Regions from separate parts of the Mus musculus genome. Here region 2 is linked to region 1. The links are chromatin contacts, called in public Hi-C maps. All regions are on one chromosome and are shown on one strand. Each heading gives the region's core, a stretch centred on a gene start, on an enhancer-like site or on the middle of the called end of the contact. The rest is flanking DNA. Distances are from core to core; before and after follow the strand shown. Region 1 holds the start of Klhdc4 (kelch domain containing 4). Region 2 holds the start of Tcf25 (transcription factor 25 (basic helix-loop-helix)).

Evidence for each region. A called contact is a pair of places that touch in the nucleus more often than the background predicts.
Region 2: a contact with region 1 is called in a Hi-C map of B cells, with 6 read pairs. The contact joins the promoter of Tcf25 here to the promoter of Klhdc4 in region 1.

What each region holds. Positions count from the first base shown.
Region 1 is chr8:121,826,841-121,834,249 of GRCm38.p6, forward strand. Klhdc4 (kelch domain containing 4) reads right to left here and starts at 2,729. Exons shown (of 12, transcript NM_145605.2): 1 at 2,542-2,729. The coding sequence starts at 2,640. Gm24283 (a small nuclear RNA gene) reads left to right here and starts at 3,596; the gene lies at 3,596-3,702. It overlaps Gm42048, which reads left to right and starts at 7,151. Exons shown (of 4, transcript XM_030243893.1): 1 at 7,151-7,409. The coding sequence starts at 7,209.
Region 2 is chr8:123,371,761-123,378,406 of GRCm38.p6, forward strand. Tcf25 (transcription factor 25 (basic helix-loop-helix)) reads left to right here and starts at 1,951. Exons shown (of 18, transcript NM_001037878.4): 1 at 1,951-2,304. The coding sequence starts at 2,113.

The sequences.
Region 1 (7,409 bases), core at 1,479-3,978:
AAGCAGCTTTCTGTAGGTGTAGACGCATGCGCACCTCCTGGCAATCAATCAAAGCAGCTTTCTGTAGGTGTAGACGCATGCGCACCTCCTGCCAATCAATCAAAGCAGCTTTCTGTAGGTGTAGACGCATGCGCACCTCCTGCCAATCAATCAAAGCAGCTTTCTGTAGGTGTAGACGCATGCGCACCTCCTGCCAATCAATCAAAGCAGCTTTCTGTAGGTGTAGACGCATGCACACCTCCTGCCAATCAATCAAAGCAGCTTTCTGTAGGTGTAGACGTATGCGCACCTCCTGCCAATCAATCAAAGCAGCTTTCTGTAGGTGTAGACGCATGCGCACCTCCTGCCAATCAATCAAAGCAGCTTTCTGTAGGTGTAGACGCGTGCGCACCTCCTGCCAATCAATCAAAGCAGCTTTCTGTAGGTGTAGACGCGTGCACACCTCCTGCCAATCAATCAAAGCAGCTTTCTGTAGGTGTAGACGCGTGCACACCTCCTGCCAATCAATCAAAGCAGCTTTCTGTAGGTGTAGACGCGTGCACACCTCCTGCCAATCAATCAAAGCAGCTTTCTGTAGGTGTAGACGCATGCGCACCTCCTGCCAATCAATCAAAGCAGCTTTCTGTAGGTGTAGACGCATGCACACCTCCTGCCAATCAATCAAAGCAGCTTTCTGTAGGTGTAGACGCGTGCACACCTCCTGCCAATCAATCAAAGCAGCTTTCTGTAGGTGTAGACGCATGCGCACCTCCTGCCAATCAATCAAAGCAGCTTTCTGTAGGTGTAGACGCATGCGCACCTCCTGCCAATCAATCAAAGCAGCTTTCTGTAGGTGTAGACGCATGCGCACCTCCTGCCAATCAATCAAGGGTTTTCTATGAAGGGAACTGCAACCTGGCCACACTGCCCTCTGACAACCTGTTTGTGCCAACAGCCTACCTTGCTGTCTACACAGCCATTCCTGGGATTCCTCTTGCTTACTGGTTTCCAGCTCCTATTCCCATGCTAAGATATGGGCTCCATGAGAACAGGCCTTGAGTCCTTTAGACCAGTGCCTGAATGACAGGGTCGGTGCTAACCTGCGGGCTACCACTCGACAGCCCCTACCTACGTCCCAGCTGTCACCACAGACCTGGACACTAAGGCAACAAGCATGCTGGCCAGCACTGAAACCAAACTTTCCCACACCCACACAGTGCCCACTCCCCTGAGTTTACTAGGGTGTCCAAGTTTGCTTTCTATTGCTGTGATCAAAAGCAACCGGGAAGGAGAGGGTTTATCTCACCTTACAGCTTACATTCCATCCTGAAAGGAAGTTAGAGCAGGAACCCCAGGGGCAGGAGATGAAGCAGAGACCAAGGCGGATAGCTGCTTCTTGGCTAGTTTGCTGTAGCTTGCTCAGCTTTTTTCTTAACGACCCAGTGCCACCTGCCCAGGTATGGGTTAGATCTTCCAATACCAATCACTAATCAAGACAATACCCCCACAGATTTGCCTAGAAGCAGGTTTTTAAAAATGCGTTATTTCATATGTGTAGGCGTCTTGCCAGAATGTGTGCCTGGTGCCCACAAAGGCCAGAGACCTGTGAGCTCCCAGATGGGTCCACAGAATAAAACCTGGATCCTCTGGAAGAGCAACATATGCTCTTAACAGCTGAGCCATCTCTCCAGCTCCACACAGGCCAATCTTATGGAGGTATATTCTCAATTGAGGTTCCCTCTTCCAAGGTTATGAGGAGGGGAGCCCAGGAAGTCCTGTGCCTGGCAGACCACTGAGCTAAACGTGGCCATCAAAGCTGCCTCCATAGTTTCTTGGGTCAGAAAGCCCTAAGACAACAGCAAGCACGGTGCTTGAACTTCCGCACAGATCCACCTGTAGGTCCTGGGATAATCAATGCCTATAAGAATATGAGTGAAGGTCACAACCAAATGTCCTGAAACACCGCAGTTTCAGTGACTTGTCTGGTTACTAAATCCTGCTGATGGTGGCACGCCTTTAATTCCAGCACTCCACTCGGGAGGTAGAAGCAGCGGGAGTTCTCTCAGTTCAAGACCAGCCTGGTCAACAGAGTGACTTCCAGGACAGAGAAACCCTGTCTCGAAAACCAACAGACACAACCCCCAAATTCCTACTCGTGGCTCACTCCCTGAGGCTGCTGGAAGAAAATCTGCTCTCCTTTTAGGGCTGGGGGCTGGGGAGTGGGGACAGGCGCAGGACCGTTACGGCTTTACTCCCGGAACGCAGACCTGGACCAAGCAGGAATCACCCAGCTTCACTTCTCCTCTACTAAGCCCCACCACGTTGCTTTACTCTGCCCACAGAAAGGTAAGCACGCGGAACCGAACAGGACAGATCTGGTCTTCCATGGAAGAGAGGGCGACCGGATAAACGAGGAGTTTCGGGACTGCAAAGGGACCCGAGAGAGGAGAGGCCCGGGGGCACCGGGCTCGGCGCAGGCCCGAAGCCACCCAGGGACACCGGGCGCAACCCCGCCTCCGGGTCTCCCGCCCGCGATCGCACGCCGCTCCGGGCCCCGCTCACCTCCTCCTTCCGCGAGCGCTTGGACACCTTCTTCTCCATCTTGGCGGCCGTCTTCTCCGCGCCGCGGCCCTTCTTCTCCTTCTTTCCCTTCTTGCCCATCGCGCCGATTCGGAAGCGGCGCCCGGGAGACAACCGGAGGCAAATGAATGATGATGTTCTGCCGGGCCGGAAACGAGCGGCGCGCTATAGGAGGCTCACTTCCTGTCCTTTGCTCTGGTGTTCCGTGGAGCAGCCGATCCCACCAGTACTTTGGGTCCGTCTCGGGCCGCGTGAGTAGGGAGCCGCTCCGCTGGCACACCAGCAAGCTGCGTGACTCTAAACGAGACGCGAGCATGTGGGATGCTGACCGCCTCATCCCACAGAGGAATTTCCACGTACTTAGGGATTCCTGACATGAATTAAGGCAGCCCTCTTTCCCTATCCCATGTAAAATGTGCCAGGACCTGTCAGGCCCTCCCGCAGTGCCTTTGCCCTTCTGCTGGCGATGCTTCACTGGACCAGCATGTCCCTCCATTGGGAGACCCGGGCTGGTGATGGGTATCTGTACTCCCGACGGTGCTTGATTTACGGTCTGGCAGATACGTAATAGGAAAATATGCTCCCGGGTTTGACCTAAATGGTACAGTGGAAGAGGGACCCGCGGTTTTGAAAGAGCAGAGTGCATTGCCTAGAGGGTGTCGTCTTTGAGCTGTAATCAAGGAATGGCGCAAAATAAGGACAAGGGCAAGCAAAATACTGGCAAAGGGAACACATAGACGAGGAACTAATCTTCTTTCTCGGTGGGAACGCTGCCAAAGCACAGCCTTTAAAGAAACTGCCTTGGATCGGGCCAACCACTAATCATTGACGCTCTGAGGAGGCGGGAGCTCCCAATTCAGTTCCAGGTTTTTCCATAAACCTAGTTCTTAAGAAGAAAACTTGCTTTTGAGGAAAACAATGGTGTTGTGTGGTTTCTTTCTTTCTTTCTTTTCTTTCTTTTTTTTTTTTTTTTTCCTGAAGAGATACACAGAATCAACTTTTCACCCCAAACAGGACGTCAACAGATAAAAGAAATGTGCTCGCGTTGGCAGCAGATATGCTAACATTGGAATGATACAGGGATTGTTAGCATGGCCCCTGCGAAAGAATAGCACGCAAATGCATGATGCGTTCCATCATTTTTCTTATGTCTTTTTGGAGACAAGGTTTCTCTCTGTAGCTTTGGCTGCCCTGGAACTCACTCTGTAAAGCAGGCTGGCCTCGAACTCACAGAGATCTGCCTGCCTCTGCCTTCCGAGTGATGGGATTAAAGGTGTGTGCCACTGCCCAACTTCATTCCATACTTTTCAAAGATGAAATTGAAATTGTCTTCAGAAAGCTCATCTCAGCTAGAACCTATCTGTAGAGTTATCCCAGGTGTGCATCCCTTAACAGCCCTATCTCACTCCCAAAGGAAAAGCCAATCAGGGGGTATTTTTACCATCCAAAAGCCGCTGTTTGTGTTTGTGGTGGTAGGGTATCAAGGTGGAGTTTGGTGAGGGGAAAGAATCTGATTAAAATATATTTTATACAAACACACACACACACACAAACCAAAAAACAGCTGGGCAGTGATAGCACAGCCTTGAATCCTGGCACTCAGGAAGCAGAGATAGTTGGATCTCTATGAATTCAAGGCCAGCCTGATCTATAAAGAGAGTTTCAGGACAGCCAAGGCCACACAGAGAAAACCCTCTATCATAAAAAAATATAGATAGATAGATAGATACATAGATAGATACATAGATAGATACATAGATAGATACAAGAGAGAGAGAGAGAGAGAGAGAGAGAGATCTAAAAGACCAAAGAAATTATTCCAAGTCCAGTAGCTTGGACTCAGTAGCTTGTTGAAGTACTGAGTTGTTTGTTTTGATTTACAGGAGCACAGGTGACTCGAAGGCAGCCACGTCTCATAAACGTCTCACCTAGCATGGGTGGATGAGGAATTTATAAACATTGTATCACTGGTACCCAAGCCACCTCCCACCTCCTGTACAGCCTGGCACTAAGCTCCTGGCAGCTGAGGCGGCTGAGCGAGGAGCGGTTGGAGTCTCTAGTGAGAGTCTGTGGTCGCCCCTTCCTTCTGCAGGAGAAAATGAAAAGACCCAATGTTGTAAGAGGCTATTAACATTCTCCACTGTTCGCAATATATAGCACTGTTCCTTCTTCAGGGCTGAAAGGGAAAGTATATCCTCTGCGGAAGATTTAGAAAGATCTGGAAGTTGCAGGGATTAATGCTTTTATTATCTGAAAGAATCTCAAAGCTAAATTGGGAAGCTCTTAATACAGGTCACAGTGATTCACCAGAGGTTAAAATTTTCATTACTAGGAAAGACACAGAATAAAACTGCTTTGATTTATTTCCTCCCTCCCCTATTTTCTTTTTTGGCTGTTGTTTGTTTTTGTTTTTGTTTTTTTACGACAGGTTTTTCTGTGTATCCCTGGCTGTTCTGAAACCCTCTCTTTAGACTAGGCTAGCCTTGAACTCAGATATTCAGTGACCTCCCAAGTGCTGTGACTAAAGGCATGAGCCACACTGCCCAGCCAAAACAGCTCTGATTTCAAGATAGAGACAGAAATATCATGCCTGGAGGAGAGAATTCTCCAAAAGTTCTACAAAAGGAAAAAGAGGAGGGGAGAGAAGAGAGGAACCAAATGAAGGCTCTGCTGATCTCCAAGACTGCTTGCAGATCATGTGTAATGCTAGAGGGGGAAAATAGTTACCGGATCAGAGATAGCCAGCCACTGGAGCTGAGCCTCCAGACCCCTTCTGCACTGTAGCAACAGGCTGCTCTGCCCACTGCTCAGGTGAACCGCTGTTTCTAACAAGCTCTAACCTAAAACATCTCTTATCCTCCTCATTGTTCTGAAAATATTAGGTAACCTCTGAGCACCACACTTAAAGTGGAACAGGCCTTCAAAGAACATCACATCAGTCCACTTACACACACACACACACACACACACACACATATACACCAGCATTCCCTCTTCAGGCCTGTGAAAGGGAGACCATATTCTTTGTGGAAGACTTAGAAAGATCTGGAAATTGCAGGGACTAATGCTTTCATTATCTGAAAGAATCTCGAAGCTAAATTGGAAAAGCTCTTGATGGTACATGTCACAGTGATTCACGGGAGGTTGAAATGTTCATTACCAGGAAGGAAAGGGAACAGAGCAGATAGAGTGAGGTCAGAATCCTAAAATAGTGAAAAGATTAAGTACCGGGTTCTATTTTAGTAAAATTCACATCTTTGAAAATTTAATAGATTGACTTAAATGTAACGCGTCAATTTTAGACTCCCTTTTATATCCGTGGCAGGGCGCCCTCTGCTGTCTTCAACTTGAAGTTCAGAGGAGAAAGGAAAGTCCATTAACAACAAAGGACTTGAAGAGGATGCTGACTGCTAACCACCTTCACCACAAACAACCAATGTGATTGTGAAAGGAAATAAAACTGTAATTCATGTAATGTATGTTAAATAGCCCAAAGAGTTGTTTCTGAGCTTTGAAACCTGGGGCTGAGAACATAGCAGAACAGACCAGGACATGCCCGGGCAAGCCCATCGCCTCCCTAGCTCCCACCCCTCTGACCTAAGTTAAATGTTACAGGCTGCTGATGTTTAAATGGACCAATCATGTGAAACCGCGCCAATTCCTCCCCCAGCCCCACTCCTTTTCTATAAAACCCCCTAGCTTCCAAGCCTCGTGGTCGAATCCACTGTCTCCTGTTGTGTGAGATACGTTTCGACCCGGAGCTCCGCCATTAAAAAACCTCTTGTTGTTACATCAAGGTGTTGTGTTCTATTCGTGATTCTTGGGTGCACGCCGAATCGGGAGCTGAGTGGGGGTTTCCCCACTGAGTTCTTTCATTTGGAGGTCCCACCGAGATCTGCGTGACACCCAGGAACCCCGAAGGACCCCTTGGAGGTGCGTTTGTTTGTGTGAGTCTTGTTATGTTGTCTGTTGTCTAAGTGTCTAAGTGTGGCACTGCTGAATTTGTGTCTTAGTTTTTCAGTTCTGAGATTGTGGGTTTGAGCCCCACCTGTGTTACCAGTTCTGGTATTCTGTATTCTGGCAGCTGCCACTGCGGACCGTAAGGACCCTAGTGGCTGTGGGAAGACGACGGTCTATTTCCCCACAGGCTGCACCCTTGGAAGACATTCCGAGGGAGACCCTGGAGTGCCCAGGGTACGGAACAGTCAGGAGGACCTGGCTGTTGTCTGGCAGAGTGAAGAAGAGTGAGTGCTCTTCCTGCCAGAGGAGTGGAGCGGAATCCCACTCCATCAGAGGTAGCGTTTGGCTGGTTGTGTAAGTCCAGACGCAGACGAGTGTGCTTGGATGTCTTAGTGTTTTCCGTCTCTGTCATTGTGTTGTGTTTACTCTTATTCTTCACTATGGGACAGACCGTGTCTACTCCTTTATCTTTGACTAAGGACCATTGGACGGACGTTAGGGCTAGAGGACAAAATTTGTCAGTAAAAGTGAAGAAAAAGCCATGGATGACTTTCTGTTCCTCAGAATGGCCTGTTTTTGGAGTAGGTTGGCCAGCAGAAGGAACTTTTTACTTACCCACCATAAGGGCTGTGAAGGCCATTGTTTTTCAGGAAGGACCAGGGTCGCATCCAGACCAACAACCGTACATCATGGTATGGGAGGACTTGGCACGCTACCCACCCCCGTGGGTTCGCCCATTCCTCCCGCCTCTCCGCCCTGGCACCAAGATTCTAGCCATCCAAGAAAATGGTGAGAAAGAGAAACCGAAACCACCGCTCGGGAGAGATGATGATCGCAGCACACCAGTGACGAAACCCCCCAAGATCTATTCAGAGATTGAAGAACCCCCT
Region 2 (6,646 bases), core at 701-3,200, 1.5 Mb after region 1:
TCCCAAGTGCTGGGATTAAAGGCGTGCGCCACCACTGCCCAGCCTGGCCACAGCTCTTGATCACGGATGGCACAGAAGCCAGCCTGGTCCTGAACAGTCAGGGCGGCAGCATTGAGCCTGATGCGGAAGAAGCTGCAACTTTAACAGTGCGCAGGGAAGAGGGTTGGGGGGATGGGCACCTTGGGACAGCAGCTGTGAACCATCAACTTTGAAGTACCTAAAGATACTTCATAGTGTGGGCAGAGGGCTCAGCATCCAACCCAGGGACGAACCAAGACTCCTGGGGGAGGCAGGGTGGAGTGGAGCACACGGACAGTGGGACAGGGGGCTCACACAAGAGCAGGAACTAAGGGATTGCTGCCCTGCCTGCCTTCTCTGTCCTTGCCAACCGCCTACATTGTTTGGACTTTGGGAGTCACATGAATGCAAAACCGGGTTCTCTCTGGGAAACTTAGCTCATTAAGGCGTCTTCACCTGTAAAAGGAGATCTATCTCCCAAAATGAAGCTGGAATTTAAGATAAGTGACTGATTGCTTCTCAGCCTTTTGGCTAAGATCAAGTAAGAGCAGTGACTGGCCTAGCCCTCTCCTGCTCTCAAGCTGGGGAAAGGTCCAACCCAACCCCAGCTCATTTTACTTTGGAGGTACTCAATCCTGACTCGTCTAGGAAAGTTTTCCAAAAGTATAAAAATTGGGGCGTAGACATGAAGTAGCTCTGTAATTCCAGCCCTTCAGAACAGGATTTCCATAGCTTCACGGGTAGCCAGCGTTACAGGGCAAGATCTTGGTTTGGGTGGTGTACTGGCTAGTTTTGTGTCAACTTGACACAGGCTGGAGTTATCACAGTGAAAGGAGTCAATTGAGGAAATGCCTCCATGAGATCCAGCTGTAAGGCATTTTCTCAATTAGTGACTAAGGGGTGAGGGCCCATTGTGGGTGGTGCCATACCTGGGCTTGGGTTCTATAAGAAAACAAGCTGAGCAAGCCTCCATGGCCTCTGCATCAGCTCCTGCTTCCTGGCCTGCTTAGTCCCAGTCCTGACTTCCTTTCGTGATGAACAGCAGTGTGTATGTAGTGTAAGCTGAATAAACCCTTTCCACCCCAACTTGCTTCTTGGTCATGATATTTTGTCCAGGAATAGAAACCCTAAGACAGGTGGTGTTTTTGTTTTGTTTTAAAAAAAGGTCGGTTGTTGTTGCACACACTTTTGGTCACAACACCTGGGAGGCAGAGGCCAGCATGGTCTGCAAAGCGAGTCCCAGGACAGTCAAGGGTACACAGAGAAACTCTGTCTCAAAAAACAAAAACAAAAAGAACATGGAAAAAGAAAAGATCTGTGCCGAGGATCCCTATGTCCTTATTGTGAAAATCTTCCTGAATTAGAATACACATAGGTAGGGCTGCCGTGACTTCACACCACGGATCCACACCTAGGCAGCTCTCCCCTCACCCAATACCCCTGTAACATGACCACCCCTGTTGCGTTCGCGACAATAAAAAGCAAGCCCTAACACCTAACTCGGCTCGGTGCACGTTGTGGAGAGGAGTTACCCAGTCTGAAAGAAGTTAGGTTGGTTCTATTAAGGTGAAAACTGTCCCTTTGCAGTCTAGTAACAACGTGGAGGTGGGGGACATCGGACAAGTCGCATGGGTAGGCTAGCAGAGAGGGGTTGGGGACTGGGTCCCTCGCTCCTGTCATAGCAGAGGTCTTTGCACACGGGCCTTGCGGCGTGCGCACCTGCTCTCACGGCCTCCTCGCCTGCCCCACCCCTGCCCGCTCGCCCCCAGGCTCGCCCCCGGGAATCGCGTTCGTGCGGAGCAGCGCTCTGAGCCTGCGCGTTGCTGCCCGCCGCACAGCCGGCTTTCTGAAAGCCAGCCATCTCCAAAGCCGAAGCACCGCACCACGGCCGCCGCTAGGGCCCGACTCTCGCGAGAGCTCCCTGGGCCACCCTTGCACCTTCCCCGACTCCACGGGGAATTGGGAGGAAGTTCCGGAGAGCCGCGGCGCGCAAACGCGACACGCCAATCTTGCGCCAGCGCGCCGCAAGTGCGCAGGCGCCGCCACACTGCTGCTCTTCCTCGTCCCTCTGCCCACATCAGGCTGTCGGGTCCTATGTCGCGCCGGGCCCTCCGGAGACTGAGGGGGGAACAGCGCGGCCAGGAACCCCTAGGGCCCGACGCCTTGAAGTTTGTCCTCCTTGATGACGATGACGCAGAGGAAGAGGGACCAAAACCGGGGCTGGGTGGCCGGCGCCCCGGGGGTGCAGGGAAGGAAGGAGTCCGTGTCAACAACCGGTTTGAGCTGGTGAGGAGCTGGGCAACCTGAGGGGGGGGAAATGGTGGGGGCATGACGTCATGCGAAGGGGCACAAAGTTGGGTCTGGACTGCAGTCGAGTGGGCGGAGAGAAGGGACTGCGCCGCATCGGGGAAGGCGGGTCTTCAGCCGCAGGGTGGGTGGGGTGAGGAAGCCGTGTTCCCCGTCCGAGATCGAGTGGAAGGTGGAAGAAAATGCCGAGCGAAGGGGCTGCTAAAGGCTAACGGGGGTGCCGACAAGGGGCTGAGTGACAGGACTTTGCTGCAGCATAGGGCGTGTCTCGCGGCTGTGTCCAGAGACGTGACGTGACGCAGGGCAGGACGGGGCAGTGACGTCAGAGTGGGCGGGGCGTGACATCCGAGACAGCTAAGGGGGAGGGGCACTGTGGATGGCGAGTGGGAGGTGGGGTTCAGTTGGGTCTAGGCTTCACTGAAGGAGTAGGGTTGTTCTGTCCGGGGCAATGGGATGGTAGGGTAGGCTTGGTTTCATTTCTGCGACTTGAGGGAGGTCTCTCTTCTGCAAACATTTCGGCTTATTCATCACAGTACTTCTGTGTGTCCCAGCTACTTGTACCTATCGTATCGTATTCCTCGCAGCAGAAAATTGGGTAGCAGTCCTGAGCCCCGTGTTTTTCCTTACGACAGACTGACCTGGGTCTGCAGTTTCATATGTGTATAAATTATGATTCTGACTTCATGTGTGGGCAGATAATATGTCTTTTCCTCGTATCTCCAACTTCCACATATGGTAAGGTGTCAGTGGCCATTTTCGAGTGAGTAAAAAGATGTAATGTGTCTGAGACTCTCAGTCTTGCAGTGAATTGTCTCAGCTAGCTGGGACACACGGAAGTACTGGGTCTTCCTCAAGTCGCAGATATGAAACCATGTCTATCCTACTGTTGCAGCACCCAAGACAGCACTACCCCCAGTTGTCCCCAGCTTTTTATCAGTTAGCAGGTTTAAAAGTTCCTAGCAAAGATATTGATTGGTGTGAGAAATGTCACAGACATTTTGGAAGTTTGGTTCAGAGATTGTTTATTTCTCCCATAAGGAAAGGAAGGGATCTGTCCTGTAGTCTGTGGCGATGGTGAAATATGTCTTCCCTTGGTACAGAGAACTCGCCTGCCTCCTCTGACTTTGAGCCTGAGAGCAACCCCCATTCCTACTGTTTCTTCTCCCTTCACTAGTACTTTTCTTAGATTTACTTTTGCTTATCATCATTTCTTTTTCAAGACAGGGTTTCTCTATGTAGTCTTGGCTGTCCTTGAACTCACTCTGTAGACTACTTAGAGATGCTGTGTCTCAGACTCGGAAATTCGCGCACTTCTGCCTCCTGAGTGCTGGGATCAAAGGCATGTACCACCACCACCCAGCTATGTTTACTTTTAAACGTACACAAAAATTAGGAAAATACAAATAACCCGTATGCGCCCATGGCCCAGTTTCTGTCAGTCTACATGCCTTTAATATAATTTTAATCCCATTTCTCTTAAGAGGTGATTGCAAAACAGAGCCTAGATATCCCATCATTCACCCATCTGTAGCCTTCCTTGTACTGGGATTCCTCCCTTGACGGCAGCTGGGGTTCACTCTCAGACCTTAGGGATCTGAGACCATTGGTTCTTAAAGATTTTACAGCTCTCCTGAACTTGTCCTGCACTTCGCTTTCCCTGGTTCTTTACGGCTTTCACCTTTAGCCTTGGCTCCCTGTCCTCTGCTTTTGCCTCCCTCTGTCCCATCCCTGACACTCTCTCAAACTGGTCAGTGGCCTCCTTTTCATATGTCACGAAGTTGGCAATCTTGCCACCTTTGGGGCCCAGGCTACTGACTGCTCAGCTGCTTTGAATTACACTGCTGAGGTAGGCAAGCGGGGCGGGAGGCTGGTGATACAACCCAGTGGTGAAGGGCCCTTGCTGCTTTTCCAGAGGACTGGCGTTTGGGACCAGGGAATCACCTACAGATCAGAACCAAGGCTCGTGGTAGTAGACGCCCGATACAAAGGGAAGCAGTATTTCCGAGGCTGCACCTGTCAGCTGTGAGCACAGTTCAAGGCCTCTGGAATATTCAATGTTGAATATGGGTCGTCTGCCTTACGGTTTGGCAGACAGTTCTATTCCTCAAGGCAGCTGGGGTGGGGAGATTTCAACAATTGCCAGTTAGAGAACCAAGATGCTCTGTCCCCCAACGTCTTTGCTTAGCTACAGGAAATTAGCATCAGAATGTGAGGAGGTTTTTAACATTCGTAGAGTTTCTAACAGTGCCTCGAATCTGTACAGTACTGGGGTGGAGCGAGACCCCTTTATCTGTCTCAGGTCACAGGGAGCCTTCATTGCTGCTGCCACCATGAGAACGCAGTGATAGCTCTCCATTCCCAGCAGGTGTCTGCTATGCTAAGACACTTCTCCCTGACCTCGCCTGTTAGTAATCTTGCTCACTGTTTCAGCCGCCCTGACCTGCCTTTGCCTCCCCCGTCTGGCTGCGGTCCCCTTTGCTGAGACGCTAACATGAGACTTCCCCTCACATGGGCATGCTTACCCTACATGATATGATATGAACAAGGTCTGTTCTTACCATGTGCCTACCTTTACAGCCATCCCCATTCACCTTCCCCCTGGCACTCACCACCGGCCAGGCTGCGCTGCTCTTCTGTGTACGCTGATTGTGTCCCACAGCTAGCATTTGTTCCTTAGGAAAAGACTGCTGCTCAATGATGTACCACCGCCCCTCAGGACAGTGTTCACGTCTATCTGTGCTGATTTTAATAAAACAAACTACTACCCAGGCAGTGGTAGTGCACGCCTTTAATCCCAGAGTCAGAGGCAGGCAGATCTCTGAGTTCAAGATCAGCCTGGTCTACAGAGTGAGTTCTAGGACTGCCAGGGCTACACAGAGAAACCCTGTTTCAAAACAAAACAAACACTTGCTATTGGTTTTTTGGTTTGTTTTGTTTTTTTGTTTTTGTTTTTTTGAGACAGGGTTTCTCTGTGTAGCCCTGGCTGTCCTGGAACTCACTCTGTAGACCAGGTTGACCTCAAACTCAGAAATCCGCCTGCCTCTGCCTCCCGAGTGCTGGGATTAAAGGTGTGCACCACCACTGCCTGGCAACAAACATTGGCTTTAGACTTGTGTACAGGTCAGTGCTGCCTGTCCTGGCTATCCTTCTTTGTAGTCTGAGAGCCTGGATAGGACACTGAATGCAAGTTTGGGGGATGTTCTTGCTAACAGGTGGGGATGTCATGAAGCCTGTGCGAGCTCATGGGTGCGTCCTGTAGCATGTGCTGGGCATGTGATCAGCACTCAACAGAGTAGATGTGTCCTGTTGGAGATGGAAGGGGCAGAAGAGCTCTGCAAACACATGACGGCAAGCGGCTTGTTTGATACATTCTTAGGGGTGGACGGGGAAGGACAGAGATGGCCTAGGGCCATGCCAGACTCTAGATTAGAAGTCATCTGGACCATTTCAATCAGAAGAGTTTTTAAAAATCAGTTTGTTGGGCTGGAGAGATGGCTCAGTGGTTAAGAGCACTGACTGCTCTTCTGAAGGTCCTGAGTTCAAATCCCAGCAACCACATGGTGGCTCACAACCATCTGGATTGAGATCTGATGCCTTCTTCTGGTGTGTCTGAAGACAGCTACAGTGTACTTAATTATAATAATAAAATAAAATCTTTAAAAAAAATCAGTTTGTTGCTGGATGTAACAGCTCATACCTTGGATCCCTGCATTCACGAGGATTTCTGAGTTAGAAGACATTTCGGCCTACATATCAAGTTCTAGGCCAACCAGAGCGACGTGCTGAGACCCTGTCTCGAGAAACCAACTGATTGAAGTTATATAATAAAGTGCATGGAGTATGGATACCTTCGACGTCTGATGTGGGCTCCCCCATGCCCGGCCCCTTGCTCAGGATGTACCTCTGAGGTTTATTCAGTTCTTAGTGTTTATTGTTTGCTCCGTGTTATTGCTGGACAGTAAGTAAGATACTCTTGTTCGTTTTGCAGGGATGGGCTTGAACCCAGGCTCTTGGGCAGGCTCTGCAGTCCTTTTTTTTTTTTTTTTTTTGAGATAGGGTTTCTCTGTGTAGCCCTGGCTGTCCTGGAACTCACTTTGTAGACCAGGCTGACCTCGAACTCAGAAATCAGCCTGCCTCGGCCTCCTGAGTGTTGGGACTAAAGGCGTGCGCCACCACGCCCGGCTAGGCTCTGCATTCCTGTTTGTTTGTTTGTTTATATGACTTGGTCACCTGGGCATGGTGGTACACACAGAGGCAGGCAGACCTCTGTGAGTTGAGGCTAAGCAAGTCTACATAGTAAGTTCTAGGACAGCCAGGGTTA